6 separate regions of the Mus musculus genome follow, and all the other regions are linked to region 2. Evidence: chromatin contacts called from public ChIA-PET and HiChIP or PLAC-seq data. All regions are on one chromosome and are shown on one strand. The core of a region is the stretch at or near the end of the contact, and the rest is flanking DNA. Distances in the headings are between cores, read along the strand shown. Region 1 overlaps Slamf6 (SLAM family member 6). Region 2 holds the start of Slamf1 (signaling lymphocytic activation molecule family member 1). Region 3 has its middle 31 kb from the start of Vangl2. Region 4 holds the start of Cd244a (CD244 molecule A). Region 5 holds the start of Ly9 (lymphocyte antigen 9). Region 6 has its middle 48 kb from the start of Gm37065.

What was found. ChIA-PET counts read pairs in DNA pulled down with a chosen protein or histone mark. HiChIP or PLAC-seq counts read pairs in DNA pulled down with a chosen protein or histone mark.
Region 1: an H3K27ac HiChIP or PLAC-seq map of double positive thymocytes shows a contact between it and region 2, with 4 times the contacts expected there. The contact joins the enhancer-like site here to the promoter of Slamf1 in region 2. A contact is called at or near these places in 2 of 39 promoter capture datasets (hematopoietic stem and progenitor cells and neutrophils), 1 of 484 Hi-C or Micro-C datasets (bone marrow-derived macrophages), 1 of 115 datasets of contacts at active chromatin or transcription factors (double positive thymocytes) and 4 of 9 other capture datasets (adipose tissue, embryonic stem cells, liver and 1 more).
Region 3: an H3K27ac HiChIP or PLAC-seq map of large pre-B cells shows a contact between it and region 2, with 3 times the contacts expected there. The contact joins the enhancer-like site here to the promoter of Slamf1 in region 2. A contact is called at or near these places in 3 of 39 promoter capture datasets (the C10 cell line, hippocampal neurons and stem cell-derived epiblast-like cells), 2 of 484 Hi-C or Micro-C datasets (bone marrow-derived macrophages and granulocyte-monocyte progenitors), 2 of 115 datasets of contacts at active chromatin or transcription factors (large pre-B cells and memory CD8 T cells) and 2 of 9 other capture datasets (adipose tissue and liver).
Region 4: a contact with region 2 is called in an RNA polymerase II ChIA-PET map of memory CD8 T cells, with 28 read pairs. The contact joins the promoter of Cd244a here to the promoter of Slamf1 in region 2. A contact is called at or near these places in 1 of 39 promoter capture datasets (stem cell-derived epiblast-like cells), 7 of 115 datasets of contacts at active chromatin or transcription factors (the HPC-7 cell line, effector CD8 T cells, embryonic basal ganglia and 4 more) and 2 of 9 other capture datasets (adipose tissue and liver).
Region 5: an RNA polymerase II ChIA-PET map of memory CD8 T cells shows a contact between it and region 2, with 101 read pairs. The contact joins the promoter of Ly9 here to the promoter of Slamf1 in region 2. A contact is called at or near these places in 4 of 39 promoter capture datasets (HPC-7-derived erythroid cells, embryonic stem cells and stem cell-derived epiblast-like cells), 2 of 484 Hi-C or Micro-C datasets (LSK cells and Th1 cells), 3 of 115 datasets of contacts at active chromatin or transcription factors (effector CD8 T cells, large pre-B cells and memory CD8 T cells) and 2 of 9 other capture datasets (adipose tissue and embryonic stem cells).
Region 6: an RNA polymerase II ChIA-PET map of effector CD8 T cells shows a contact between it and region 2, with 5 read pairs. The contact joins the enhancer-like site here to the promoter of Slamf1 in region 2. A contact is called at or near these places in 2 of 39 promoter capture datasets (embryonic stem cells and pre-B cells), 2 of 484 Hi-C or Micro-C datasets (bone marrow-derived macrophages and nephron progenitors) and 1 of 115 datasets of contacts at active chromatin or transcription factors (effector CD8 T cells).

The regions. Positions count from the first base shown.
Region 1 is chr1:171,936,104-171,940,790 of GRCm38.p6, reverse strand. It overlaps Slamf6 (SLAM family member 6), which reads right to left. Exons shown (of 9, transcript NM_001347186.1): 3 at 4,059-4,322; 4 at 2,676-2,789; 5 at 2,310-2,339; 6 at 1,322-1,395. Among named protein-coding and RNA genes, the nearest start is that of Gm37065, 19 kb to the right of the region's middle. Within about 2 kb of position 1,335, at least 35 of the 459 cell types and tissues checked have an H3K27ac peak or open chromatin away from gene starts, as enhancers often do. A contact at or near this core is called in double positive thymocytes, where this site is marked.
Region 2 is chr1:171,765,200-171,769,364 of GRCm38.p6, reverse strand. It overlaps Slamf1 (signaling lymphocytic activation molecule family member 1), which reads right to left and starts at 2,233. Exons shown (of 7, transcript NM_013730.4): 1 at 2,063-2,233. The coding sequence starts at 2,138.
Region 3 is chr1:171,993,861-171,998,607 of GRCm38.p6, reverse strand. No RefSeq gene overlaps it. Among named protein-coding and RNA genes, the nearest start is that of Vangl2, 31 kb to the left of the region's middle. Within about 2 kb of position 3,422, at least 31 of the 459 cell types and tissues checked have an H3K27ac peak or open chromatin away from gene starts, as enhancers often do.
Region 4 is chr1:171,556,544-171,561,159 of GRCm38.p6, reverse strand. It overlaps Cd244a (CD244 molecule A), which reads right to left and starts at 1,967. Exons shown (of 9, transcript NM_018729.2): 1 at 1,775-1,967. The coding sequence starts at 1,835. It overlaps Gm35200 (a long non-coding RNA gene), which reads left to right. Exons shown (of 5, transcript XR_373705.3): 3 at 2,715-4,616.
Region 5 is chr1:171,605,232-171,609,904 of GRCm38.p6, reverse strand. Ly9 (lymphocyte antigen 9) reads left to right here and starts at 2,495. Exons shown (of 10, transcript NM_008534.3): 1 at 2,495-2,705; 2 at 4,586-4,673. The coding sequence starts at 2,582.
Region 6 is chr1:171,964,962-171,969,462 of GRCm38.p6, reverse strand. No RefSeq gene overlaps it. Among named protein-coding and RNA genes, the nearest start is that of Gm37065, 48 kb to the right of the region's middle. Within about 2 kb of position 2,877, at least 28 of the 459 cell types and tissues checked have an H3K27ac peak or open chromatin away from gene starts, as enhancers often do. A contact at or near this core is called in effector CD8 T cells, where this site is marked.

The DNA of each region.
Region 1 (4,687 bases), core at 86-2,585, 170 kb before region 2:
TGCCTTGTCTGGCCACAACAGGAAAAGATGTGCCTAGTCCTACTGCAACCTGATATGCCAAGGTGGGTCGATATCCATGGGAGGACCCCCTTTTCTGACAGAAGGGGAGGAGAATCCGGGGCGTGAGGGGGTGGGGCTAGGGGGAGAGGAGGAAGGGGAAGCTGTGACTGGGATGTAAAAGAAATGAAATGAATGCAAATAAGTAAATTAATGAACAAAAGGAAAGAAAACCCAAAGTGAATGGTTCTCTGATGCACAAAGCAGTAGTAACAACAGAAACCCTCAGGTCCTAGGTGGATCTCTACATACATTTAGATACTTAGCTGCCGTATGGGCTGATGATCCCTGCTTTGGGTTGTTGGTGAGCATGCTCCCAGCAGGAGTTGGGAACAGTAAATGGGCAAAAAGCGTGACTGCCCCTCACAGTCTTCTCCTTTAGGAGTTTACCCCACAAAGCCTGCGTCAGCTGGGGAGAGAGGTGTTTGCTTGGGGAATCCAAGCCTTTTAGCTGGGCCGTTGCTTCACTTCCATTATTTCAAGACTGCCAGGAGAGGCCCTTTGTCCTGTGAAGGCTCTATGTCCCAGTGTGGGGGAATGCCAGGGCCAGGAAGTGGGAGTGGGTGAGTTGGTGAGCAGGGGGAGGGTGGGAGGGTGTTTTTCGGAGGGGAAACCAAGAAAGGGAATAACACTTGAAATGTAAATAAAGAAAATATCCAATAAGGAAAAAAAAAAAAGAATGCCAAGTTCTTTAGGCTTTTTTTTTTTTTCTTTTAGAAGACTTGAGAATTGGCTCCCCAGTCTATCTACTTATTTTAGAAAAGTGCCCCCACAATGGTCTCATTCATGGGTAGTGGGGACCCTGGCGCGTGACCAAGGCCATCCTACTATGTGAGAGTTCTCTTCCATAGCTGTAGCTCGTTCCCTTTATTGTTTAAGGCTTGTGATACTTGGCCTCCTTCTCTCTTGAGACACTACTCTAAGTTCTCATGAACTCTACTTCCTGGATGACACCCCCTCCCAGCTTATGATCTCCTTTGATCTAGTCAAATGTGGCAAGGGAAAAGGAGAGTCTCTAACTTGTATTTTCAAGCAGGTTATAGTAACCCTGAAGCACAAAGACTGCCTGATGGGTTAAGCAGACAGAGAACACTGGGAAGCGAGCGAGGGGAAGCATTATCTTAAAGGCCATCAGGGCAGACACTGGGTGTCAGCTCTGCGGTTGCCTTCTCCAATAGAGAAGGCTGACGATTGTGGTGATGTGCTTGGGGGGGGGATCACGGTAACAACAGCAACAGTGGAGAACAGAGCTGAGAGGACTTACCTGCATTGGACGAGTGACTTGTGCATACACAGTGTTCCCTGGAGAGCCTGGGCCATCTGTGCTCTGGGAGGACTCTGTATGGTTAACACACACAAAAGGTACAGCTGTCAGTGGTAGGACTCTGGGGTGAGTCTGCACAGGATCTTGTGTCTTGCTGGCCTCTAGAACACCCCCTGCAAAGCAGTTGTTTCAAGACTGACCCCCCTTTAAGGACTCTCTCTCCACCTCCCAATCTTTTGAGTTCAGTGCTAAACAAGAACTATCGTATGGTCTATTTCTAACCTCACTTCTTGGGTGAGGGTGTGGGTGGTATTCTTATGATTCAGAGTCTCAGTGATTCCCTCATGTCAACACACTTGAAGGACTAAATACCACAGTCTGCGAGATCTCTGGAGACAGTTTTCACAGCCCCGTCTGACAGATTTGACAATTTTAGAGATGAGGAATTTCGGGCTCAAGGGTGCTTAGTGGACTTGTACAGAGTCGCTTAGGAAGAGAGGGACAGGAGTGAGAATGCAGGTCTTCTGATCCCTGACCTCATGCCCTCTCTTCAACAATGGTATCTTGAAACTATCACCCATGAGACGAGACTCAGAAAACGAGCCTGCATCTACATCTCTTTCTCACACATCTATCCAATGTCTCAACTTTGGTTGAGTCTCAGTGGCGGAGTCACAGAGCCTAGTTTTGAGTGTTTTATGCTCCAAGTGACAGTGCATGTGTGGTTCATGGACCCTTTTCGCCGGGACTTGTGTTCTCCATCAGAAAGGAAGTTAGTGATCTTGACCTTGCTCTAGAAGAGTGTGATGCCCCTCACATACTTGGGAGGAATGCTGTAGGTCTCGTGGTTACCAGCTAGTCTTTCTGACACCACAGGGTCCAGATGAATAGTAATGCTCACTCTTTATCCCTCTGGCCAGCCCCTCTTCTCTTTCATTTACCTCTTCCTGTCTGCTTTACGTTTTGTAGTTAGAGGCTGCATGCTCACCTGGATGTTGGCTAGTCAAAGGAAGAGAACCTGGGAAATGAAAGCAGGAAGGTGGAACACGTGAGTTCGGTGAGAGAATATTTCCTCCATCCTTCTCCACCAGGCATCTTTCCAAAGGATGCAGGCAACGGAACCCAAATGAAGGGCAAGTGAGCAAGTGGATCCCGAGGCCGGGTACTGCTCTTCTCAGTAGGACACCTCCCTTATGTATTAACAGAAACCTGGTCACATGCTGGGCATCATCCCAGTGGACTAATTCAGCCAGAAGTTGTGTCCATCCTCCCTTGACCCCTGGCAACCAGAGGCCCCAGACTCTAAACAGCTGCAATCTTACAGCAGATAGAAGAAAGCAGAAGGGAAACTTACCTCTTCTCTTCCAAACATGTATGCTCCAGCACACAAAGATGAGTATGACAGCACTGATTATTGAAATTGTAGTCATAAACCATACTGCATTCCAGGGTGGATTAGTTAGAACCCCTGAAAAGAAGAATTAAATAAAAAGGAAGTGGAACTTCCTAGGATACATAAAATGAGGGATCCTTTGAGTTTGTCTCAGAGGATTTCTTCAGTCCTTCTGGGCTGTCTATAGAGGCTGAGTATGGCCATTTCTACTCGCAGTCTGGGGATCTGTCAGGCTTTCTGAGATGCAGGAGAGGTATGGCCTGGCTGAGGTAGGAGAGAGCCATTTTGACTCCTGAGGTCTTGCTCTTGCACGAGGACTTGGGGAGGGAAAGAAGATTAATAGAGGCAGAGAGTTCTAGAGCCTCCCTGTTCGTTCCTCTCAGCAGCAGTCTGGCTGCTCCAACTGCCACTGTTCAGGCAGTCTTGTGAATCCACACTATAATACTACCCAGCTGCTTGAGGGTCCCAGGAAGACCCAAGGCAGATGTTACCTTGTGGGGCATTGGGCTATGCACAGGCAGGCTGGTCTCCAGTCGAGCTGAGGTCTGAACCCCGGAAGGGTGATAATTCACCTACATGACACGGTAGGCGTTCCCTCATGCTCCTGGAACTCTGGCTCCTGCCAAAGTTACCACCCCCCCCACAGCCCCCACAAGAGAAGCATGGCTAGAAGTCACGTTGGCAATGTCCCAAGCTTCTGACCTTCAGGCTAAACTCCTCCCCAGTTACCTAGCAACAGTAAAGACCATAAGAGAGGCTGCTTGGCCCCACCTAGATCTCTTACTCCTCACTCTCACCCTCTCACTCCTCTCTTTGTCTTCTCTTTGTCACCTCTCTCATTCCTCTCTTATTCCTTTGTTCTCTTACCTCTCACTTCTCTCACTCCTCTCTCCTCTTTGTCCTCTCTTCTCTCCTCTCTTCTCTCCCTCTTACTCTTACTCTCTTTCTCTCTAGATTTTGCTCTCTCTCTCTCTTTCTCTCTCTCTCTCTCTCTCCCTTCTCTCTTTCTCCCTGCCTTTCTAAAATAAAGCTCTAAAACCATAGAGAGTCTCTTCTCATCAAGATCCGCTCACTCTCACCGGTGTGGGAACCTCTCTTCCCTCATCCCTCTCTCCCATAACCCCAGGGCTTTAGGGAGTAGCCCCAGGGCTCCCAGGTTGGGCTGCCCCTTGTTCACCCCCTGTCGAGTGGGTCAGAGGCTTGGATGCCCACCTGGGGCTGAGTGGAAAGCATCTGGCAGCCCTCCCACATCTGCCTGTCCAGAGCATAGGTGGAACTCTGGCAGGATGTGGTTCTTTCCTCCCTCTCTTCCCCAGGGCCCCCCGTTTTTAGTTCCCACATTACCTTTGCAGAGACTCTGGGTCGAAACAGAGACTGACAAATTGCTGACAGCATTCTTGGCTCTGCAGACGTAAGTCTGGTCACCAGAATTCCTCGGGTCCCAAAAGATAGTGACATTTGGTCCTCCTAAAGAGATGTTTCCTGTGGCTTGCCACTCAACTGAGACAGTTTGACTTTGATTCTTCAAAACACAGGCCAGGTGTATCTGGCAGGTCCCATTCTCTAGCAGGAGAGTATAGTTGGTAGTTTCTAAGTTACCCAGTCGTTCTACATAAAAAGAAAAGACCTCAGTTAAGGACACATGGCTTTGCCGATCAACCTGTGAAAAAACATCCCTCACCATGCCGTCTTTCCGTTTGATGGGTTTATGTGTGTATATGGTAGTATGTGTGCATGAGGGTATAGGCACATGCTCACATGCATGTGAGGTCAGAGGTTGGTGCAGGGTGTCTTCCTCTATTACTCCTTACCTTATTCTTTGGGACAGGGTCTCTCACTGAACTTACCCATTGGTCAACAAGCTCCAGAGGGGGTTTCTGTCTCTTCTTCCCCACAGCTAGGATCACAGATGCTTGTCACCATTCGCAGATTTTTACATGAATCTGGAGAATTGATGTTCAGCCTTCTTGCAG
Region 2 (4,165 bases), core at 984-3,483:
CTTCCTTTCAGCAATGCCTCTCTCCTTTTGGAAAACCCCATACTCAATTAGTTTCAATTTAATTCAACATATACACCTTAATCACAGACATCGTAGCCTAGTTTTCCTCTTGGGACCTTGAAACACATTGGATCATTCTTCCCAGTCCTCAAACAGAGCATATCAAGTTTCATTCACTGAAACGTCTAGCATCCAGCCTCATGAGTACAGAGAAACGGTTAATCTAGTCTGCTTATCTTTCTTCAGTGACAAAGTTCTAGCAATGGTGGCACCAATCTCATAGGGCTGGTATGAGAATTTGAAGGATAAAACACTTAAAACAATGCTTTCTATAAAGTTTGTCTTGCAGTTATTTACCCAAAGATAGCAACTCTTTATTCTGCCTCTTGGATTAAAGTCAAGATGCCATATAGAAGCTGCCTAGCTTCTTGAACATCACTCACTTACATGTGAAGTTCACTGTAAATAAAGACATCAACTATCCTTTAGGAGCCTTTGCTTTTCTTGGGAAGGGACGTTTGCACTTTTTGCATCTTATAGTTCTGAGTAGGAACTGAAAATTGAGCAGAAATGGGAAGGTGCACACTTTTTTACAAGAATCAAGCTCCTCTGGGTTGCCCTGACACGACTGATAAGTCTCATTTGCAAAGTATTTCTATTTGGGTTTTAATGGGGTTTCACAAAAGAGTACACATTTATAAATAGAAACACTGACAAAAATTGAGCTTATTTTAGAACGTGGAATGCAAGGAAAGAATAGTTGCCAAGTGGAGAGACATGTATGTATCCTGGGGCTGGGCTGTCGCTCACTAGCCAGTGACCTCCTACCCTTAAGCAGAACATTTGCTAGCTACATCTGAGCTGCTACAGACAAGGTTAGACAAGGAGAAAACCAAACGTTCATTCCATAGTTACTACAGTCACCAAGTAAGCCAGCAATGGTGGGTTCAAATGGTATGCAACAAGAAGGGCTTAGCTCTACCTCCAAAGATGCTCAGTTTGATTATCTCAAAGTGGAGCTAGACAAGGGTCTCCTCATCTGAGACTTGAATAAAAGATTCTAGGTACAGCCCCCCACCCCCAATCCCTGGCACATTTCAGGGTTTTTCTTAGAAAAGTCCATAATGGATTTACAGTCATGAATCCCCCACGACCAAAATGCTCTGGCTCTCAGGATTTCCCCGATCCGCTTCCTAAAGCCATCTCTGCCAGGCTGTCTCCCACAATCTAATTAAACTCTACAATGGAGTTGACCATTCATTCCATGGTTAGCCCAGTATGCACTGCTTAGCACGGTTGCTCTCCAATACCTTTCCTTACAGTTCCCACCCACTAAGTAGAAAACAACAGCTTGCCTTGGAAAAGAGAAGAACCAGAGGGATGGGAGAGAAGTCCTGCTCCTTTAACCCTTTGCCATCACTTGAGCCCACTGCAGAGCCTTGAAGTTTCCTGATTGCACTTTCCCCATTCTGTAAGCAACCCTGGGCTCCAAAATCCCAACGTTTCCTCTTCTTGGTGCTTTGGAGTCATCTCTTATAAGAAAGCATGACCACACCGCAGCCACTGTCTGGTGTGAGCCTAAGGTCTGAGGTTTCCCACTTCTACCTGTTGCTCCTATCACCCTTGCTTTTCACTGGACCGGTGTTCTTTGTCTGCCAATGATGTACATGTGAGAGTCGTTTTCCTCAGCAGAAGTATAGGTCAAGTGTCCCAGAGCTTTGGTCCCTAGCCTGGGTCTTTGCCAGAAGGGTAGCCACATAAACCAGCTACTCAGAATTTTAGCCTGAGTCCAGGAAGCTGACTATGGACATAGCAGGTGCCTTTAGCTTCTGGTTTCCATAGAAACTAGTGTAGATGGGACAAATCCTTGTAGCCCAAGGCTCAGGGAACTCAACAGGTTTCTTCCTCTTTGAAAGACACAGTGGAAACCCAGAGGCACTCTCCTTAAAGAAGAGGCAACTGAACAGCACTCCCCAGCCCTTGGCTTCTCCATCCATGGGGCTCTGCTGATTCCAAACTGCTAAACACAAGACTCAAACCCTTTAAACAAATGGACACTCACCTGTTCCGTAGCTCAACTCAAAAGCCAGGGAGAGAAACAGAAGTATTCTCCAGGAAAGGGATCCTTTGGGATCCATTAGCCAGCAATCGCAGACAGGGTCCCCAGCTGTGAGCTCAGCTCAGCTCAGCTCGGCAGGACAGCTGCTTACTGTTACCCCCAAGGAAGAAGCTCTGATCGTCGAAGTGCTGCCTCTGCTGACAAGTTCCTGAACCAGCTTCCTGTCTCAACCGGGTTTTTTTTTTTTTTTCTACTTGAGCCTCCAGGATTGCTCATTTATGATCAGGCTTAAATCACTTTATCACTTCATTGTTCTTGAGAAGCCAAAGTCAGGTGTTCAGACCCATGGGAGTTGGGAAAGGGGCTGTAATGTCACATCAGTCAAACCCTGGCTTGGGGAAGAAGTGTGATTCCCCCCCCACCCCTCTTTTTTTCTAAGCTGTTTCCAGGAAATGGGTGTCACAAGTTCTTTGAGCAGATCTGTCTGGTAAACTCTTCTTGGATCCTAAGAAAAAAACGGACATTGAGTAGACCACCTACAAATTAGGGAATCCAGAGCTCAACTTCTATTTGTAACTTACTTGGCATGAGATGACAGGACTGTTACTTATGATTCGTTACATAATCTCATTGAATACCTGTGCAAGTGATACTTTGAGCTATAGTCACAAACTGATAGAGTAGACAGGCGTAGACATCTCTGACCAACAGCCCATTTTCCTGACAGGCACAGTGGGGCAGAATCAAGTTAGCTCTCTGTTGCCTTCAATTTAGAAGTTGTTTGTAAGGTTTGCTATGGAGAAAGGATGGAAGAAAGAACTTCCATGAACAGAACACTAGAATAGGAGCTCAAAAGGAGACTTTGAAAGGTGAGGCTGTGTGTGTGTGTGTGTGAAAGTCAAAGAACAACCCCTAGGAATCAGCTTTTTTCTTCCATCATGTGGGATCAAGTAATTAAACTCACGTTGCCAGGCCTATGCAGCAAGTATCCTTATCCACCAAGCTATCTTACTAGTCCCCAGGCTAATGCTTTTAGAATCCATTGTCATATTCACAGATAATCTACTCTTGACCCCAAAGGTCATGGGGTAGAAAGAGCTGGAGTTAGAGGAAAACTGGTCTGTAGTTCTCTTTGTTTTCTCTTCTCCTGCCTCCTGTATCCAACTTCATAATGATGTATTGGGCATGGTGTGTTCCCAGATGTGTCCTCACTGTGGTAGCTAGGAATTAACTCCACATAAGGGGTTAATATCATAGAAATTGAAAAATGATATAAATTGGAGTTTCCTTCCTTCCTCCCTCCCTCCCTCCCTCCCTCCCTCCCTCCCTCCCTCCCTCCCTCCCTCCCTCCCTTCCTTCCTTCCTTCCTTCCTTCCTTCCTTCCTTCCTTCCTTTTCCCTTTTCCTTTGTTTGTTTGTCTGATGGTTTTATTGTATTTTCTTTTTTTGAGATAGGGTCTCACTATGTAGTTCTTGCTGGCCTGGAACTCACCATGTAGACCCGACTGGTCTCCAATTCACCTGGTTCTGCTTCCCAAGTGCTGAGATTAAAAGTGTGCACCACCACACCTGGCTATTGAATCAGAGTTTTCAAGAATAATGCATGCCCTTGAGTCACACAACTCCTGGAATGCATGCTCCATCCTGTGTGCTTAGGTCAGGCCCCTCCCTCTCTTCAAAGACTTAGACTCATGTTCACTTTATTCTTCTAGGATGAACTCTTTACTTTTAAAAAATAATAGTTTTATTAGTTCTTTGAGAATTCTATCATATTCATGTCCCCTATTCTTCCAAGGACATCCACCCAGCTTTGTGTCTTTTCCTTCTTAGCCCATCAAAACAATTTTGTGCTGCCCAAATATTCCTGGATGTGTGATCTTCCACCAGAGCCTGGATGACTTACCAAGGACTATGTTCTTGAATACATATGTGTCCCGCTGTGTCTGGAAGACACTGGTTCCTTGTAGTCGCCCACCACCTCTGTCTCTTACATTCTCTCCACCCCCACTCTTGTGAAAAGGGGACCCAGTATAGATGTTCCATGCGAATGAGGATCTATAATGAAAAAGAGCAAGCTGAGCAAAGGAAAAATACTAAATGTACAGTT
Region 3 (4,747 bases), core at 2,173-4,672, 230 kb before region 2:
GCTCACAATCATCTGTAATTCCAGCAACGTAAGGGGATATGATACCCTTTCCCATCCTCTGAGGACACCAGACATTCATGTGGTATACAGACATCCACACATGCAAAAACCCCATATGTATTTTTAAGCCCTTCTTTAAAAAACAACAGTGGTTAAGAATATTGCTATGAATAATTGGGTAGATTAACATACTAAGGACTGGAAAGATGGCTCAGTCAGTAAAGCGTCTGCCACACAAGCATGAAGACCTGAGTTCAAATTCCTAGTACTCATATAAAAAGCCAAGGAGCTAAAGGGGTCTGCAACCCTATAGGTGGAACAACAATATGAACTAACCAGTACCCCCGGAGCTCGTGTCTCTAGCTGCATATGTAGCAGAAGATGGCCTAGTTGGCCATCATTGGGAAGAGAGGCCCCTTGGTCTTGCAAACTTTATATGCCTCAGTATGGGGGAACGCCAGGGCCAAGAAGTGGGAGGGGGTGGGACTTTTGGGATAGCATTTGAAATGTAAATGAAGAAAATACCTAATTAAAAAAATAAATTAAAAAAAAAACTGGGTAGCAACTGGTTTTGCTGAGGAGGAAGGGAGACAGACAGATCTCTGGAACTCATTGGCCAGTCAGCTTAGCTTCACCCTGTCTCGAAAAATAGGACAGAGAGCAATCAAGGAAGACACTACCTTCACATGCATGGATATGTGCACATACCCACACAAGTTCAACACACACACACACACACACACACACACACACACCAATATGGACACATAGGACCTTTAGCCATTGTTGTTTTGTTTTTTTTGTTTTTTTTTAAAAGATTTATTTATTTATTATATGTAAGTACACTGTAGCTGTCTTCAGACACACCAGAAGAGGGAGTCAGATCTTGTTACGGATGGTTGTGAGCCACCATGTGGTTGCTGGGATTTGAACTCTGGACCTTTGGAAGAGCAGTCAGGTGCTCTTACCCACTGAGCCATCTCACCAGCCCCCTGTTGTTTTGTTTTGAGATAGATAGGGTCTCATATATCCCAGACTCTCTTGGAGATGACCTTTAACCTCCTGAGTTCTGGGTTTTTAGGCCTACATCACCACGTTCAATTTAGGTCGTGCTAGGGCTTTCTGGATGCTAGACAAGCATCTATCAGTTGAGCTATACTCCAGTCCCTTGTTTCTTTATTAAAGATTCTTTCTTACATGGGCACAAGAATACTTCTCTTGAGACAACACCCCTGTCCTCTTTGTAGTTAAGCCTGTGGAAGATCACTTCTATTTGTTGTTCTCAGTTCACCTCGCGGTCAGATTTCGACTTACTATGGCTGAATCTCTACGTCAAACCTTTGAATGATTGAAATATAGAACAAATGCCTCTTAGTATACTAAGTTTTGGTTCAGTGCCTTGATATTCCCAGCCTGGTACTAAAAGTACTTTACTTTGGCTGGTAAAGATAGTGGCTATGATGCTGCTCTCACTGAATTGACCCTTGTGGACTGTGGAGCAGTCTATTTAACATCTTGAACCTCTTCCTCTAAAAGGTGGTCCAGGCTGGGCATGGTGGGGGACGCCTTTAATTCCAGCACCCTGAAGGCCGAGGAGGCAGATGAATCTGTGAGATTGAAGCCAGCTTTGTCTATAGAGTGAGGACAGCCAGGGCTACGCAGAGAAACCCTGTCTTGAAAAAAAATCCCAAACCCAAACCAAAAGCCAGTCTAGGAACAAATCGCCCTTTGACTGGATCTCAATGCTTGTCAACAAGACCATATTTTCTTTTGGGGTTTGCTAGAAGGGACAGTCGTGTTCTCAGTCATGTGTCAGGTAACAAAGGGTGTTTGTAACCGTTAGCTACAGAAGCTACAGTCTGGAAGCACTTCAGCTATCACCGAAGAAGGCAGGGACTCAGCTTAGTGCATTGTCAAGGTCATGACATAGCTGCTCCAATGGGATTGTCTAGCCTTTGGCTTTGTAATGTTGCTGAAAAAAAAATAGCAGGCTGTGGTTCTTGGTGAGGTGACACGATGTTACACTCAGTGATTTGTTATTAGCTTATTTTTTTTTTTGTGGGGTGGGGAGAGGAACAATTCAATCTACAGAACTGAAAGTCAACTACATAAGATAGCTCCTGATTTTCTTTATTAGTCTAAGCAAGTGATGGGAAGGCTCTTCCAGTTGCTGGGAAAGTTGCATGGGAGAAAGTCAGCTTTTGGAAAACTATTGCGTCAGTGCATGGTAAAGTAGTAGGAAGGAGAGAGGGAGGGAGGGAGGGAGGGAGGGAGGGAGGGAGGGAGGGAGGGAGAGAAAGGCAGGGAAGAGGGGGAGAGGGAGGGAAGGGAAAGAGAAGGAGGGAGGGAGGGAAGGAGGGAGGGAGGGAGAGAAAGAGAGAGAGAGAGAGAGAGAGAGAGAGAGAGAGAGAGAGAGAGAGAGATATGCAGCTTGGAACAGCAAATGTCACACATGGAATCGGTGGAATAGTGGGAAAAGGTACTGGCTTAGATGGTTTAGGAAACATGGGCAAGGCATAGGTTTCTCTTACCTCAGTAAGTTTCAGGAAGATGTTTCTTTATGCTAGACATTGGGATGCAGAGATATATAAACCATGGCTTCTATTCCCTAGGAGCTCCCAGGGCTTTTGCTAGCACAAATGAGAAATACTATTGTGGCTATTTTGTCTCCTACTGTTGACACCTAAGTTATTATAATGTCCCCCAGAGGAGGTCCAGGGGACAGACTGAAGCAAGCAGTGAGAATGTGAACCATTTTGAAGCCACCGCTCAAAAGGCTACCTGTACACCGGTATCCTGTAAGAGAATCTGTGGTTGAGAAAACAAATTGAATCTAGTTAATAGTTTATTTGTTCTCACTTTAGGACACAACTAGCCTGTGCTATTTGTGGCTTAGCCAGGACAAATATGTGCTTTAAACTGGAAAGGTAGGCTTTTAGGGCAGCACGTCTATGTACGTTACTATAGTGGTGGATATTATCGTAATTTGTTCAACTCCGCAATGTAGCTTACCAAGACTGAACTGCAATGCCAGCTATGGACTCTGACGCTGTGAGTCATTGTAGGTTTGCCAGTTGTGACCAATGTTCCACTCCATGCAGGATGCTGATCATGGGGGAGGCTGCGTAGGTGGGGGGACGGGGAACGTGAGGAAAATCTCTGGGCATTAGACTCCACTTTCCTGAGAAACCACAACACTTAGAAAAATGAAGTCTGTATATGTAAAACAAACAAAACCCTAAGTAAAACACCATGTACAGCCATATGTAGTTTTAAACATAGATCGAACAATAAAAGCACTAGTATAGTTGTTAAGATTTCAGTTTAAAAAAAAAAGTGGAAATGTGATGCAAAACATCTGAGAGGAAGGGGAGGGCCTCCTGTGCTACCACAGATGCCAAACATTTGCATGACCTTCACTGTGGGGGAGACCGGTTAGGGTGGGTTTGTTCCTTACACGTTCCTCTTAATGTTGGTTCCCACTGATACCCTAGCATGTAATTTTAGGTTAGAGTTTTTACAGTCTAGATTAACTCCATTTGAGGGGTTGTTATCTTCTGGCTCTGTGCTTATCTCCTAACACAGTCCCTTCCCCCATAACAATGGGGTGGAACTGGAGAGAAAGCAGATACAACTTACCCTGCAGATTTTGTTTGCCAGGGCTGCTATGAGATCTGAGGCCTCTTGATTTGGGGCATATTAAACAACTGGACACCAGGGGTCTTTCTTTCTTAGATTGAAAAGTTCAGGTGGTTTATTCTATCTTGAAACAGCTCCCCGCAAGTAGAGCTGGCTCAGCTGTCACTGTGCCTATGACAAGTGTGCAGATCATTCAAGCACCTGCTAGAAATGCAGAGTCTCATCCAGCAGGTCTGGCACAGGCCCTGGGTTTCTCTGTGTAGCCTTAGCTGTCTTGGAACTTGCTCTGTAGACCAGGCTGGCCTCGAACTCAGTGATCCACTTGTCTCTGCCTCTGGGATTAAAGGAGTATGTCACCACTGTCAGACTAAGAGTGTACATCTTGAGGGTCTGGTGCCTTAGTAGCTTGGGCTGCCATGACAAAGTACCACAGATTGGATGACTTAACAGAATTTCATTATTTTATGGTTCTAGGAGCTAAAATCTGAGGTTTATGTGGCTGGGATCTGGAGAAAAATCTTGGGTTGGGGGTAGCATTCCTCTTATGATGGCATCACGTTGGGGGTGGAGAGGGAGAGAGATACCAGGTTTCTGATCTCTAACCAGGTAAATGATTTCACAGTGAGACTTCTCTCTCACACCCCTTTATTACCCTAATTTCTTCTCAAATAATTAGGTGGAATTAGGTGAGACTTCAGCATCTAAATTCTGAGAACATAATTCAGTTCACAGCGCTAGAAGATGTAGCTGATGGTCTCAGGCTACCTGGAGTAGCAAGGCCCTAAGAGAAAGCTTGTGTACCCATGAAGTTTAAGGGGTCAAAACATGCCTTAATAAGAAAAAAATACTTAAATTGGACAGTGACGGTGCATGCTTTTAAACCCAGCACTTGGAAGGCAAAGGCAGAGGCAGTTGGAGCTCTGTGAGTTCAAGGCCAGCCTTGTCTACAGAGTGAGTTCCAGGGCAGCCAGGGCCACAGAATGAAACTTTGTCTTGAAAAACAAAAACAAAAACAAAAGAAGGTTCCTCTTGGGGAATTCCTTGTGTCTGACTTGTTGTGGGTGCTCTTTGCACGTTCAGTACTCAGCATTACCCTATTTTAAAAAGA
Region 4 (4,616 bases), core at 718-3,217, 210 kb after region 2:
ACCAAGACAGTCCCCTGTCTCCCCTCCTAGAAGAATCCTCTCAGATTCCCTTTCAATGCACCCTGACTGACAGTGCCAGGGCCTCTTCTGCCTTCCCTTGGAGTTGGCATTGTACACACCTATTTTCCTGACTGGAAGATTTTCATGGGTATAATCTGGGTGTGGGATGTAGTTTAGTTAGTAGGGCCCTTGCCTCCCATGACCAAAGCTCGGTCTTATACGACAGCCTAGAATATGAGAGATTCTATCTTTAAAAACAAAAAATTGACCTCAGCTCAACTGTTTCCTTGCTAAATTTTGCCTAGTTCTCATAATATAGAAAAGTCATTGTAAATATGATAATTAATTCATGACTGGCTCTGCTATAGGGGTTGCATGCAAAATGTCAAAGAAGTTATCAAGCCATGGCTTTGGCCTTTTGCTTTGTGGGCTCTACATCATTGCAATTTCATTTCCTGTTCACAGGCACACAGAACAAAATGCCAGTTGCCTTGTGACAACTTGAAATCCCATGTACTAGATGGCTCAAACATTCCTGAAACAGTTTGACAACACCCACTAAGAATATAGACACTTAGACCCCATGATGTGACCTTGAAGGTGTATTGCTGTGTGACAGAAAGGCTCATGGCACTACTGTAAAACCATTTTAAAGATCAGGTGCTCACCCTCAAGAGAGTGAGCAGAGGATGGTGTAAGCCTGGGATGGAGTTGTCTTATCTCACCCAGATGCATGGCATGCAGGGACTGGAAACTCCCATCAAAGAGATAAGATACATAGACAAACGTCATAGAAGTGTCAAGTAAAAGAAGTCAGGAACCCATACCATGGGATGCCACGTACATCCAGGCAAAACTAATCTGTGAGATTTGGAGTGAGAATATTGCTTATGTTTATGGGAAAGACAGTAGACAATGAGTGGACATAAACGCACGATTGTCCCAAAGTCATCAGAAAAGTGACTCACTGACACGTACACTGATATGCAGATATCACACTTTAGTAAGAAAGGTTTGTCATCATCATCTGGCTGCCCCTGGGGTGACTTCTACTGAACCAGAGTCTCTTTGAGTCCTGAGCCAAAATCTCTTCCTCAGGAAGAGATTCCTCCATTCATGCCTCATTTGAGAGGAGGTAAGGTGACCAGAAGCTGAATGCAAATGAGTTGGGCCTGCTAGAGGGACTCCCGGGGTCCCCTCCAGCACAGTGACAACTAGAAAACAGTCCCTGAGAAATGCAAGGCTCAACCCAACCCACCCAAAGTGGAGCAGTCTCTGTGCTGACTCGTGAGACCCTGCCTGTCCTACCTTCTTTTCTCTACCTTACCTCACCCAGACCCAAAGCATCCAGGGACTCCTCACAACTCCCAGACCATCCTTTTCTTCAGAATGGACACGAATTCTGTGGGGAAGGTGACAATGACAAGGTGGTGTTTGTGTGAAACTGTGTCGGAATGAAGGAAAAAGCTATGGCTGGTGATGAATCCACTCCCAGAGCGAGAAAAGGGAAAGCTAATGCACACATTGCTCCAGAGAAGGCTTGTACACACATCGCTCCAGTTTTCCACAGTTTTCATACAGACTAAACTCCACCCACTTTACAATAGCCCTAAGGACCTGGACCACCTTCTCTAACCTCTCCTCTGGCTTTCTGTGTTCCAGGTGACTATCGAAATGGCATAATCAGAGGCTCTAACTTCTGATCTCCCTCACACACTCAGGCACCCATGGGTGTATGCCAGGCCCCATCCCACACCAACACAAAAATCCTTACCTTGGCCCTGATGAGCCCTGAGGAGCAGAAAGGTTGTGAACAGGACAGCTTGCCCCAACATCACCACAGGACAGAGCAGACTACGGGGGCCCTGTCTTCTCCAGGTGCTCAGATGTCAATAGGCTCGCAGCTAACTGTCAGCAGGACACAGCAGAACTACCTCACTGCCTGTCCAGCCACAATTTCCTCAACTGAAGGCTGTTCACTTCTGCTGTGCACTGACAAGGCTACCGAGAAAGCCTCAGTCCCTCCACGTGGGTTCCCACAAGCTAAGATGCCTCCAGTGGGTGGGTACTCAGAGTGCACAGTGACTCACAAAAAACCAGTTGCAAAATCCCAGCCCTTGGTCCTCCTCAGCCTGGTGCTGAATTCTTAGTGGCTCCCACAGGGTGGGAAAGAAAACCAACAGTCATTATTCCAGGCTGCCCCAAACCAGCATACACCGTGGAAGCAGAAGTCTGAAGGAACTTAGGGGTAGGGTGGCCTGAGAAGAAGAACCCTGAGTAAGTAGGTACTAACGTGGAAGAGGAAGAGCATATGGGGTGATTAAGGAAGAGACATAACATTTAGACTTGCTGGGAAAAATCTCATGAGCCCAGGAAGTCTGATCTCAAATGTTCAACATATGCAAACTGTGTTCCTCCTTTCACCCCTCCACAACCAAAGGATGTGAAACGCTTTGTGGTGCTCACCCCCTTCCGTGGCTGGATTCATCCTGTAGAAGAGCAGGCAGCAGAGATCCTTTGAACTCCAAGGAGGGGTGGAGTCAGTGGTACCCACCCCACCCCACCCCGAACCCCACTCCCTCAGGACCCTTTACTTCAAGGCCATATCCAGAAGCCAGGCCTCTTGCTCTTTTCCTCTTCTTTTCCCCTTAGCAACAAACACGTGTGGTTCTCCCAAGCCCATCCTCTCATTCCATTCTTTGATCTGTTTCTAGCCCGACCAACACTGAGCAAGAGCGGCCTTTATAGGACAGGTGGCTGCCAGTGGTGGCAAGCAACGGATGCTCTGGACCAGACAGACAGTCAATTTGGAGTCAAAGACCTGGACTTGAACTCCAGCTCATCAACTTGCAACCTGTGTAGTGCTGACCAAATTGCTTTCTGAGTCCTCACAGTCAACAGCAGTTGGGTAAGCGAGATGGCTCAGTGGGTTAAGGTGCTCATCATCAGGCCTGCCAGCCGGAGCATAATCGCCAGAATCCTCCTGATGAAGAGGGAGGATGGACTCCACCCCTGACTTCCACACATGCCCAAGTGAACACACACACACACACACACACACACACACACACACACACACACACACACACACAAACACAAATCTATGATCTTCCCCCTGAAGGTAAGCAATACATGGAAATGGAAACTTGGCTTCCCTTCAAGATAGTTTTCAGCACCAAATTAATAGCTATCCTTGAGAGCTTGAATAGAAAGCTCTGGAATATACTGGTGTGAAAATGCCATAATAAGTGCTGGAGAGATGGCTTAAGAGCACTGACTGCTCTTCTGAAGTTCCTGAGTTCAGTTCCCAGCAACCACATAGTGGCTCACAACCATCTGTTATTGTATCTGATTACCCTCTTCTGCTGTGTCTGAAGAGAGCAATAGAGTACTCATATACATAAAATAAATAAATAAATTTAAAAAAAAGAAAAAAGAAAGTGCTATAATAAAACCCCTTACTTTGTATGGTAATCTTTTTGTTTATTTTTATTTCATTGCATTGGTGTTCTGCCTACATTTATGTCTGTGTGAAGGCATCAGATCTCCTGGCACTGAAAATTACAGACCAGCTGCCCTTGGGTGCTGGGAGTTGAACCAGGGTTCTCTGGAACAGTAGTCAGTACTCTAAATTGCTGAACAATCTCTCCAGCCCAAAGAGATTTTTGGTTTTATTTTTTATTTGTTATTGTTTTTGTTTTTAAGACAGGGTTACTTTATAACTCTGCCTGTCCTTGAATTATCTCTGTGGACTAGGCTGGCCTTGAACTCAGAGATCTGTCTATCTATGCCTTCTGAGAGCTAGGATCAAACATTCTGATTTGTTTGTTTGTTTATTATTTATTATTGACATAAAAGATCAATAAATAAATGAATCTGAATGTTTGTGCCCACCCTTCTAGTTCATATCTTAAAATGTAACCAACTGTATGGTAGTATTAGAAAGTAGAATGTTGGGCTGGAAAGATGGCTCAGTGGGTAAGAGCATTGACTGCTCTTCCAAAGGTCCTGAGTTCAAATCCCAGCAACCACATGGTGGCTCACAACCACCTATAATTAGATCTGTCACCCTCTTCTGGTGCGTCTGAAGTCAGCTACAATGTACCTACATATAATGATAATTAAATCTTAAAAAGAAGAAGAAAAAGTGGAGAGTTTGTGGAAGTGATCAGAGCTCTCCTGAATTGAATTAATGTTTTTATTTTCTAAGCAGGATCAGGAGACCCAGCAGACTCCAAAAATCCTGTCAGTGCTCATTCCTTCTCCCATGGGTGGAAGAAAAAAAAAAAAAGCCTTCCCAGAACCTGACTATGAGGGCATCCCGATCTTGGCGTGTCTAGCTTTCAGACCCATGAAAGACAAAGGTATAAGCTATGAGGTATAAGTTCGTGTATAGTGTTTGAACAACCCAAGCAGACTTCTGTGAGGTTCTACTTTTTATCCTCAGCCTGCATAGTTTTTCCCATGTCTCATCCTAAGATAGAGCCCTCAACCCCTGGAGCTCCCTCACAGTTGCCTACCAGTGTCCTTGACTTTGAGAGGTAGTGTCGATGATGTAATATAATGGACTAATTTCCTCACATGACAGACGGAAGACAAGGTCCAGCTTTTGGAAG
Region 5 (4,673 bases), core at 1,246-3,745, 160 kb after region 2:
CATATCACCACCACACCTCCTAATTCGCAGGCCTTTAGATTTGGACTAGGATCAATACTATTAACTTCTATGGCTATCAGGCCCTTAGACTAAGCTATTCTACTGGTGAATTAGTTTGCTTCTTATGCTATAACAAACTCCATGACCAAGCACAACATGAAGAAGAAATGGTTTATTTTATTTTATGGGTCATTGTAAAGGGAAGCCAGGGCAGGAACTCATGCAAGCTGGGAACCAGGAAGCAGGAACTGCATCAGGAATGCCTGCTGCTGAGGCTATAGGTTGCTCTCTACAAACTAACAGTAAGACCCTAGATGAAGACAAAGCCTACACAGATCATTGAACATGGAGAAGTGGATCTGGTGCCTACCTAGAGCTTTCGCCCCTATGGTACTGGAAGGGTCTCTGGGTGCTACCAAAGGAGAAAGGTAAACACAAACCCAGCTACAAACCCTTTGATCTACATTCCTGACCTGCCTGCAAGATATGCAGGTGCCATAGTGGCACACAGATTCTGGGAGTAACCAACCAAGGCCCACCCCATAAGATGGAAGCCATACCCAAACACTGCATAGATGGCCAAGAATTTGAGACCAAATATGTCAGACTCCTAGGGGTGAACCAAATACTAGTGTTCTGCTAGAGGAATATAGCAATAAAATGACTCCTAACAGTGTTCTGTCATGGTTATAGATCAGTGCCTTATTCAGTCATCTTCAGAGAAGCTTCCTCCTGCAGAAGATGGGAACAAACACAGAGACCCACAGCCAAGCAATGTGTCGAGAGCAAGACAGCAGAAAACACTCAGCTCAAATTCGGTTGTCTTCATCCAATCCCTCTCCTCAGGACTCAGGCAACCCTGCAGAAGAAGAGGAGGCAGAGGAAGGCTTTGGAAACCCTTCTCCCAGCTTCCCTACCCATGGCTGTCTTAGACCTAACCAGGGGAAAATCCCCAGTGTGAGCCATAGAGAAGGAACACTACCCCCCAAAAGAACTTCCTGGAGCCTTTTCACGGATTCAAGGAACATCTAGAGCAATAGGCACTGCTGGTGTGGAATAATGGTGGAGGGAAGTTAAAGCTGGATCAAGCCAGATGTACCCAGTAAGCTGATTTCTCCATTGGACATTGATCAATTGATTGATTTACGAAATCTCTGTTGTTTGATTGGAAAACTCAAGAAAGGGTGACTTCACTGGGTATAAGTCATCTCACCCATCTCATACAGGCTAAGAGTCAAAAATCTCAACACAGCTCATGAAGCCACTTGTAAGATGGCCTGCAAAGGATTTATGTTCCCCTTTCTGAGAAAATACCACAACCAAGATTCTTAAGACAATTAATGAATCATGCTTACAGTCAAAATACAATGTTGACCTCTGTGCCACCCACACACAGAGGGAATTCCCTTGAGTCTTGTGGTCTATGTTCTTATCTTGTCAATATTCCTTTCTTATCTGGAAACCGACACAATGAAAGTTACACACCACCTCATAATCTCATCTACAAAAGGAAAATGTTTTATATAAAATATGCATACCAGAATATTTTTACTTACTCTTTAACCCCATGTATAGCCTGTATGGTTCAAACAATGTAACTCCAAAATCCACAAAATCAGATATGTATAGTTACTGCCAAGGTACTGAGGTACACATCACCCTGGATTCCATCTCTCTTAGAGTGCACATTCTTTTCTCATTTAAACTAACTTTGCTTCTGACTGACTTGTCCTGAAATTCTTTTCTGCATCATAAATCAAAATCCCTGTGCATAGGGCAGAGATATTCAGCCACATTTCTTGAGGCACTATTAACAATAACCAACTTAGGGACTCAGCCTAGATGTTCATCAATAGAGGAAAAATGACGTATACGAACAAAACAGCATTTTTCTTCAATTATAAAGAAAATGAGACATTCAAGAAAATCAACAGAACTAGAGATCATTATATTGAGGGAAATATTCCAGGTTCAGAAAGATATTCATAATTTCTTTCCTATGTAGAACCTACATTATATATATATATATATCATATACATACACACACACACACACACACACACACACATGACATGAATTAGAGGAAGGAGAGAAGAAAATGGGGGAATTGGAAATGGGAAAGAAAGAGATGGAAGCCACAGCCTTTCTCTTGTCCTGTATTCAGAAGTGACATATCACTAGCTCTGTCACATCTATTCACTATAAGAAGCCACTAATCTCAGCCTGAATCCAAGAAGAGGACAGTAATGTCCAGAAGTGAGGATACTTAGTAGACATCTTTAGATTCATGGTTAGAGCTCATCTTTGATACTGAAACAAGTGAAGCCCAGCACTGGTTTACAATTTCCTTGCAGGATCTGGATGTGCTTGGGACCTCTCCCTCAGTCTGAGCAGATGCAGGAGTCTGTCGTGCTCAATATAAACAGCTCTTCCTGGGACACACATGCACACATGCACACACTCACACACACACACGCCACAAACCGTGCACCACAAACCACGCATGCGCGTGCACTCACATACTTCAGGAAGTTGTGGTAAGTGCATCTCCTTTAATTTGAAATCTGGAAGTACACCATCATGGCGGATCTAAAGAGATATTGGTGTGACTGGGCTCTAGGTCCACTCTCTGAAAATCCAAGAATGAGTCAGCAGCAGATATTTTCTCCCATTCTTTGGATTCCTCTCCTCTTCCTACTCATGGGTAAGTTCTGCTTGCTACACGCGGTCTCTGAGGTTGGGCTTCTGCCCGGAAGATAGATTCTTGTGGTAAAATCAGGAAATTACCTTCCTTAGGTAAGTACTCTGCAACTATACTTTATTTTGAGAACTGTACATATGTAAGAGTATGTATGCAGTGTGTGTGTGTGTGTGTGTGTGTGTGTGTGTGAGAGAGAGAGAGAGAGAGAGAGAGAGAGAGAGAGAGAGAGAGAGAGAGAGAGAGAGAGAGAGAGAGAACAAACACATTGAATCACCATGAGGAGGTAATATTCTAGCCCAGTCTCAAACCATGTTTCCTTCATACTCACTGTCTCCGGTTTGTTTTCTGTGTAATGTATACAAATTCACAGAGCAATCAGAGCAAACCCTTCTGATGACAAGCCACCTTGCAGCCTCCGGGGGCACAAACACTGTTAGATTTTCTTTCTACTTCCTGTCTTAATTCTTGTATCCCCTGGACCATAGAAGCTTCATATGCCCAGGTGACCCTAGACAACGTGACTCCTCCTCCTCCTCCTCCTCCTCCTCCTCCTCCTCCTCCTCCTCCTCCTCCTCCTCCTCCTTCTCCTCCTCCTTCTCCTCCTTCTCCTTCTCCTTCTTCTCTTCCTTTCCCTTTAGGCTACAGCTACACTTCTTTTTTTTTTAAGATTTATTTATTTATTTTATGATATGACTACACCACCATTGCTCTCTTCAGACACACCAGAAGAGGGCATCAAAACCCGTTACAGATGGTTGTGAGCCACCATGTGGTTGCTGGGAATTGAACTCAGGACCTCTGGAACAGCAGTGCTCTTAACCACCGAGCCATCTCTCCAGCCCTACAGCTACACTTCTTTGTCTTCTTTTTATCTTATAATTTTTGCACCCAGAATTCTTGAAGTAGCCAGGATTCAGATCTTGTCTGATTTGATCTAAATTCCTAGAGTACTCTACAAAGCCTCAGGAGCCCTGGAATCGGGGGATCTAGACTGGGGTCATGCAACAGATACCGCAGAGTCTTCATAGGAAAATGAGTTGTGTTGACCAAACACCTGAGCTCTTAAAAGCTTTGATAACAATATTTATCAGAAATATGGACTGTACTTAAAACCAAAACAAAGCAAAACAAATGATACCATCTCTGCCCAACCCCAAGCTTGACATGACTAAGCCAAAGACAGTCTGGGATCTCCTAGATGATGGAAGGTAGGCTGATAAAGACATTTTCAAGCTTGAAAACAGTGAGAGAGTCATGCTTAGCACAGTGGCATGGAACAGTCCCTCGGAAATAACTGTTATTTCTCTAGACTCTTAGTGACAGCTTTCCCCCCATGCTGAGCATCTAGGTTCTACCAGGGAGTGACTTTATTTATTCTATCACTCACCTAGCCATCTCTCCACTCCTCTAAGCATCGTCCTATTCATCTTATTTTTAAAGAGATGATGTCATTTGCTTTTCTAGCTCTTTACAGTTTGCAACAACCTGCTTTCATTGAAGTTTTATCAGAATATCCCTTGTACATGACGTAGCTCTGATGAATCTATCAGTCTTACAGATCAATATGCTGACTCTCAGAAAACTTCAGAAATTCACCCAGTCATAGCCTGAGTAATTTCCCAATTAGAAAAGAAGTTTAGAAGAAACGGTTTATGGATTACTATAGCTACTTTCATGGAAGAGAGTTTGGTGAATGAGTGGGTGAATGCATAAGTGAATGAATGAATGGCTTTGCTAGCCAGTGGGCTTAGAAGGAGAATGTCTGGTCTCATTCATTTCTCAGTATATGGAATTTGTGATAAGTCCATGTTTATGGGGTGAATGAACGAAAGGTGGCTTGAAGAGTTCAGCTGTTCCTCCAAGTCCCTCTTCTGTTTCCACAGGGCTCGGAGCCTCTGGAAAGGAAACACCTCCAACAGTGATATCAGGGATGCTAGGGGGTTCTGTGACTTTCTCCCTAAACATCTCAAA
Region 6 (4,501 bases), core at 1,628-4,127, 200 kb before region 2:
TCTTAAAGGGGAAATAAAGAAACTTGGGCAGCCTTTGAAGGGCAGGAAGCTGGGGTCAGGGTCCTACAGTGTTGTAATGGTGTCAGCAGCTATATCAACAGCCTGCACTCCGAGGAGAGCCTGGCCGGGCAGGTAGGTCCAAGATCCAACGACAAGTGCTTCAGAGTACAGGGCCTTCCCCCAAGAGTTACAGCTCACTAATGACAGGCACTCTCAGATGATCCTTGGTGAAATAACTTGTATGCTTTATTACATGTGGATAGCAATTATATGAACCTTGGGGAGTGGGATGGGATTGGGGGGGGGGTAAATGTTTTCTCTTGGTTGAGGTGAAAATGTTGGTGATGATCTGTTTGCATGGGGAAGGGCTCCAGGCGTTGCATTAAGTGACTTTCTGTGGTCCTCTCAGTTGGAGGTAGTGGTTCCATGATCCAGCGCAGGCGCAGAGACAGGTAGAGAGTGGCTCCACTCTTGCGGTTCTCAAATCTCTGAGATTCCTGGGGTTTGAGCATCCTCCACTTCAACAGTTCTTATGCCTGTCTGGTGGCACAGTACACTTACCTACACTCCTTCTATTAATAAGAGCTCACATAGCCCAGACTGTCCTCTGACTTGCTATGTTAGCCTCTCTCTCTATGTACAGGCTGCTGACCCTGAACCCCTAATCCTGTTTTTTTCTACTTCCCAAATGCTATGACTGTAGGTGTGTACAACCACACAATGTGAGACATTTTTCTGGTATTGAACTATTGATCTGTCTTCAAGAAAATATTTCAGTAAAACACTCACAATGAAAGACGTAACCTGAAGACAAAGATTTTTAGGAACCACATAGTCAGAGGAAAATTTTCTTGAAAAAAGTTTTATTTTGTTTGCATGGGTGTTTTGTCTGTATATATGTCTGTGCACCATGTGTGTGCAGTGCCTGTAGAGACCAGGAGAGGGCATCTGATCCCCTGCAACTGGATTTACATAGTTGTGTGAGTGGTGGGAATCAAACTCCAGTCTTCTGGAAGAGTAGCCAGTGCCCTGCTGAGTCACCTCTCTAGCCCCTCCCCTGGTTTCTCCTCCTCCAACTAAGTTACTCCAAACCCTCCAGTAATTGACTGTAGCCAATTTTATTTAACCAATAGTTTTAAATCAAGGAACAAGGTTTGTACAACAAAAACTTGTAAACATGAAAAGTCTCACATAGGCCTAGACCTTCGGGGATAGAATTTAGCATTATAATACATAGCAACAGACCAAACCTCAGCAAGAGAGGTCAAGTGGTTGGTTTGAGATCACACAGAGAGATGGCTCAGTGGTTAAGAACGCTGACTGCTCTTCCAGGGGTCCTGAGTTCAATTCCCAGCAACCACATGGTGGCTCACAACCATCTGTAATGGGGTCTGATTCCCTCTTCTGGTGTGTCTGAAGAGAGCAATGGTGTACTCACATACATAAAATAAATAAATAAATCTCTGAGAGGGAGAGAGAGAGGGAGAGGGAGAGGGAGAGGGAGAGGGAGAGGGAGAGGGAGAGGGAGAGGGAGGAGAGGGAGAGGGAGAGAGAGGGAGGCGAGGGAGAGGGAGGAGAGGGAGAGGGAGAGCACATGGATAGTAACTGGCAGGAACAGAGCCTGAATCCAGGTCCCCCTGATTTCAAAGTTTGATCTCTTTTTCTCTTGATAACCATAGATAAATTCTTATGGAGTCCTGGATCTGGGGTTTTGGATTCATATCCTGCATTGGCATGAACAATCTTATACTGGAGCTCCCGACTCAGTGTTATGTCTTACCCATTCACCACTGTGTTTAAGTTTTCCATTTTGTAAGCTGTGGAACATTAGACCAATACTTAAAAAAAAAATCCACTCTACAGAGAATTGCATTGGTGAGGAGGTTCGTGAATGGGTGGGTAGGAAAAAAAAACATTAGAAGAAGAACTAACCTTTATTGAGCATCTTGCATTATGTGTCAGGTAAGCTCTGTGATAGGTTATTTACATATAATACTTAATTTATTCAGAGTTAATCATTTATGCAGCTCATAGAGCATAGTAATGGGCCAATTAGGATGACACTAGCCACTAAGTGTCCTAACAGTAGAGCTATGCTGATCAGGATTGCTGGGATAGGCCAAGTGCCTTACCCAAGGCTGGTCAGTGGGGAAGGCCAGCATTTACTCTTAGAACCATCACACAACTGACTCTGCCCTCTTCTGATTACTTGACCACGTTAGACAGGGTAGCCACACAAAGGCCAGCTGCCATTGCCAGAGGCAAATGTGCTGATATCACCTGGATAAGGAGAAACAAGGCTAAGAAGTTTCATCTCTATGGTTACTCTCCCTCCCTCCCATTCCCTCTCTCTCCCCTCCTTCCCTCCATCATTCCCTCCCTCCCTCCCTTCCTTCCTCCCTTTCTTTTTATTTTAAGGTCTAAGTGTTTTGTCTGAATGTATGTCTGTGTACCATGTGTGCCTGGTGCCCTTGAAAGTCAGAAGAAGACATTGGATCCGCTAGAACTGGAACTAGAGGTGCTTATGAGCCAACATGTGGACGCTGGGAATTGAACCCAGGTCCCCTGGAAGAGGAGCCAGCGTTCTTCACCACTGAGCTGGTTGCTCCATTTCTCCACAGTTACCCTTTCAAAAGACTTCTGGTTTTTCTCTTTGGAAAAAAAAAATCTTTATTTCTCATGCTTCTAGTAAACCAACTTGGAGTCCAATTAGAAGCCTCAACATCTTTTGTTCAAAGCTCTAATTCCTGCCAGAGGTGTTGACAAACACCTTTAATCTCAGCATTTGAGAGGCAGAGGCAGAGGTAGTTCTAGGAAGGCCAGGACTTAGAAAGAGACCCTGTCTCAAAGCAAAACAAACGGAAAAACCCTTTGCTTCCTGTTTTTGAGATAGCGTCCCTCATCCTTGTCTTAGCGCCTTTAAATCTACAAAACAACACACAAGTAAGAAAGAGGGGTAAAAGAAAGAAGGCCAAGAAGAGGGTAGGAGAGATGGAAAGAAGGAATCAGAGAAAGGAATGGGGAGAGAGTTGCGGTGGGGAGGAGAGCATGCACACATGAGCTGGGGTGGGTCTGGAGCTTGTATCTACCTGTTTAATCTAGACAGTGACTGGAAAGTTTGCAAATTCAGAAGTCATTTCTGGCTTCCTAACAGTTTTCAACATCAAAGGTTTTAGGAGGCCTGGACAGATTCACTCAACACTTGAGCTGTGAAAATCATGAGGGGACGGACGGAGGTGAGGGTGAGAGGTAGGTGTGATAATTGCTTCAGGAACAACCAAGGGCACACAGGAAGGAAGCTGTCACAAAGGAGGGAAAGGGATGGCTCACTCACTTTCCTTAACCCCCTCACCTAGAAGATTGTTTCCATTAGCTTCCCTTTCATAAGTCCCTCTGTGATGGAGCATCCTCACCTTTTCCAAGGACACCATCCACTTCCTGACTTCCGTTTCATTTTGACTCCTCGTGAGCCATCTTCCTTCTGGGTGCTATGTTTGGTACTTATTGTTATTGATGAAAACTGTGGGCGAGCCGATGATTTGTTCGCAGGTCATTTAGAAACTGATCCTACTTGCTGAACTCTGAGAACAAAAAGGCTCTTGGTCTTAGGAAAGTCTCAGTGCGGCTGCTTTTGTTCTGAAATGGAAACAGTTGTTTAGTAAAGCGTTGAAAATCCTTGTGAATTACAGAGTAATGAGTATGTTTTAGTTTTCCAAGGTGGGTAAGGTGCTAGTTTAAAAGAGAAAAAAAGGATAAAGACTTTGGTTCATAGCAGTGGCCAATTTCTGTGGAAGCGTTTGTACCATGTCCACCAGATATAGTATTTCATTGTAAGGCAAGCAGATATAAAGAACTTCAAGACCAACAGTAGGCTTCAAGGAAGAATGATTTTAGGGGCCTGGGAGGGTGATACTTGGTAAGAATAACCCTGTGTAGGAATGACTAAGGAACTCTGAATATAGTGACTCAAAGCATGTAATATTAATGTTTTCTATTATTTTGAAAATATATTAATTTTTATATGTGTATGAAGGCCCATACATTGATGGTGAGGGTCTTCCTTTCTCAGTTATCTCTCTCTTTTTTGTTTTATGTTTTTGTTTATTTTTGAGATGGGGTTTCTCCCTGGGTCTGGGGCTCATTAATTGACTAGACAGACTAGCCAGCAAGCACTGGGTATTTGTCACTCCTCCGATCACAGCACTAGAGTCACAGATGCAGGTGTGTTCTATCATGCCTGGATGCCGGGGCTGTGAGCTCACGTCCTCATGCTTGTCGACAAGCATTCTCCACACCCTGGTGCATCCTATTCTGTATGGTGCCTTAGAGTCCTGCCTTGTCCTGAAGTCTTCAAGAGAAAGTGAGACAGACTCGCAGACTTGTATTGGTGGTCCTGGGGGGGGGGGACAGAGCCCATGTTTGAGATGGAGCAGCATGGTGAGAACACCCGGAGGAGGTGAGATGACCACAGGGATGGGAAAGTCTGTAGGCACTGAAACAT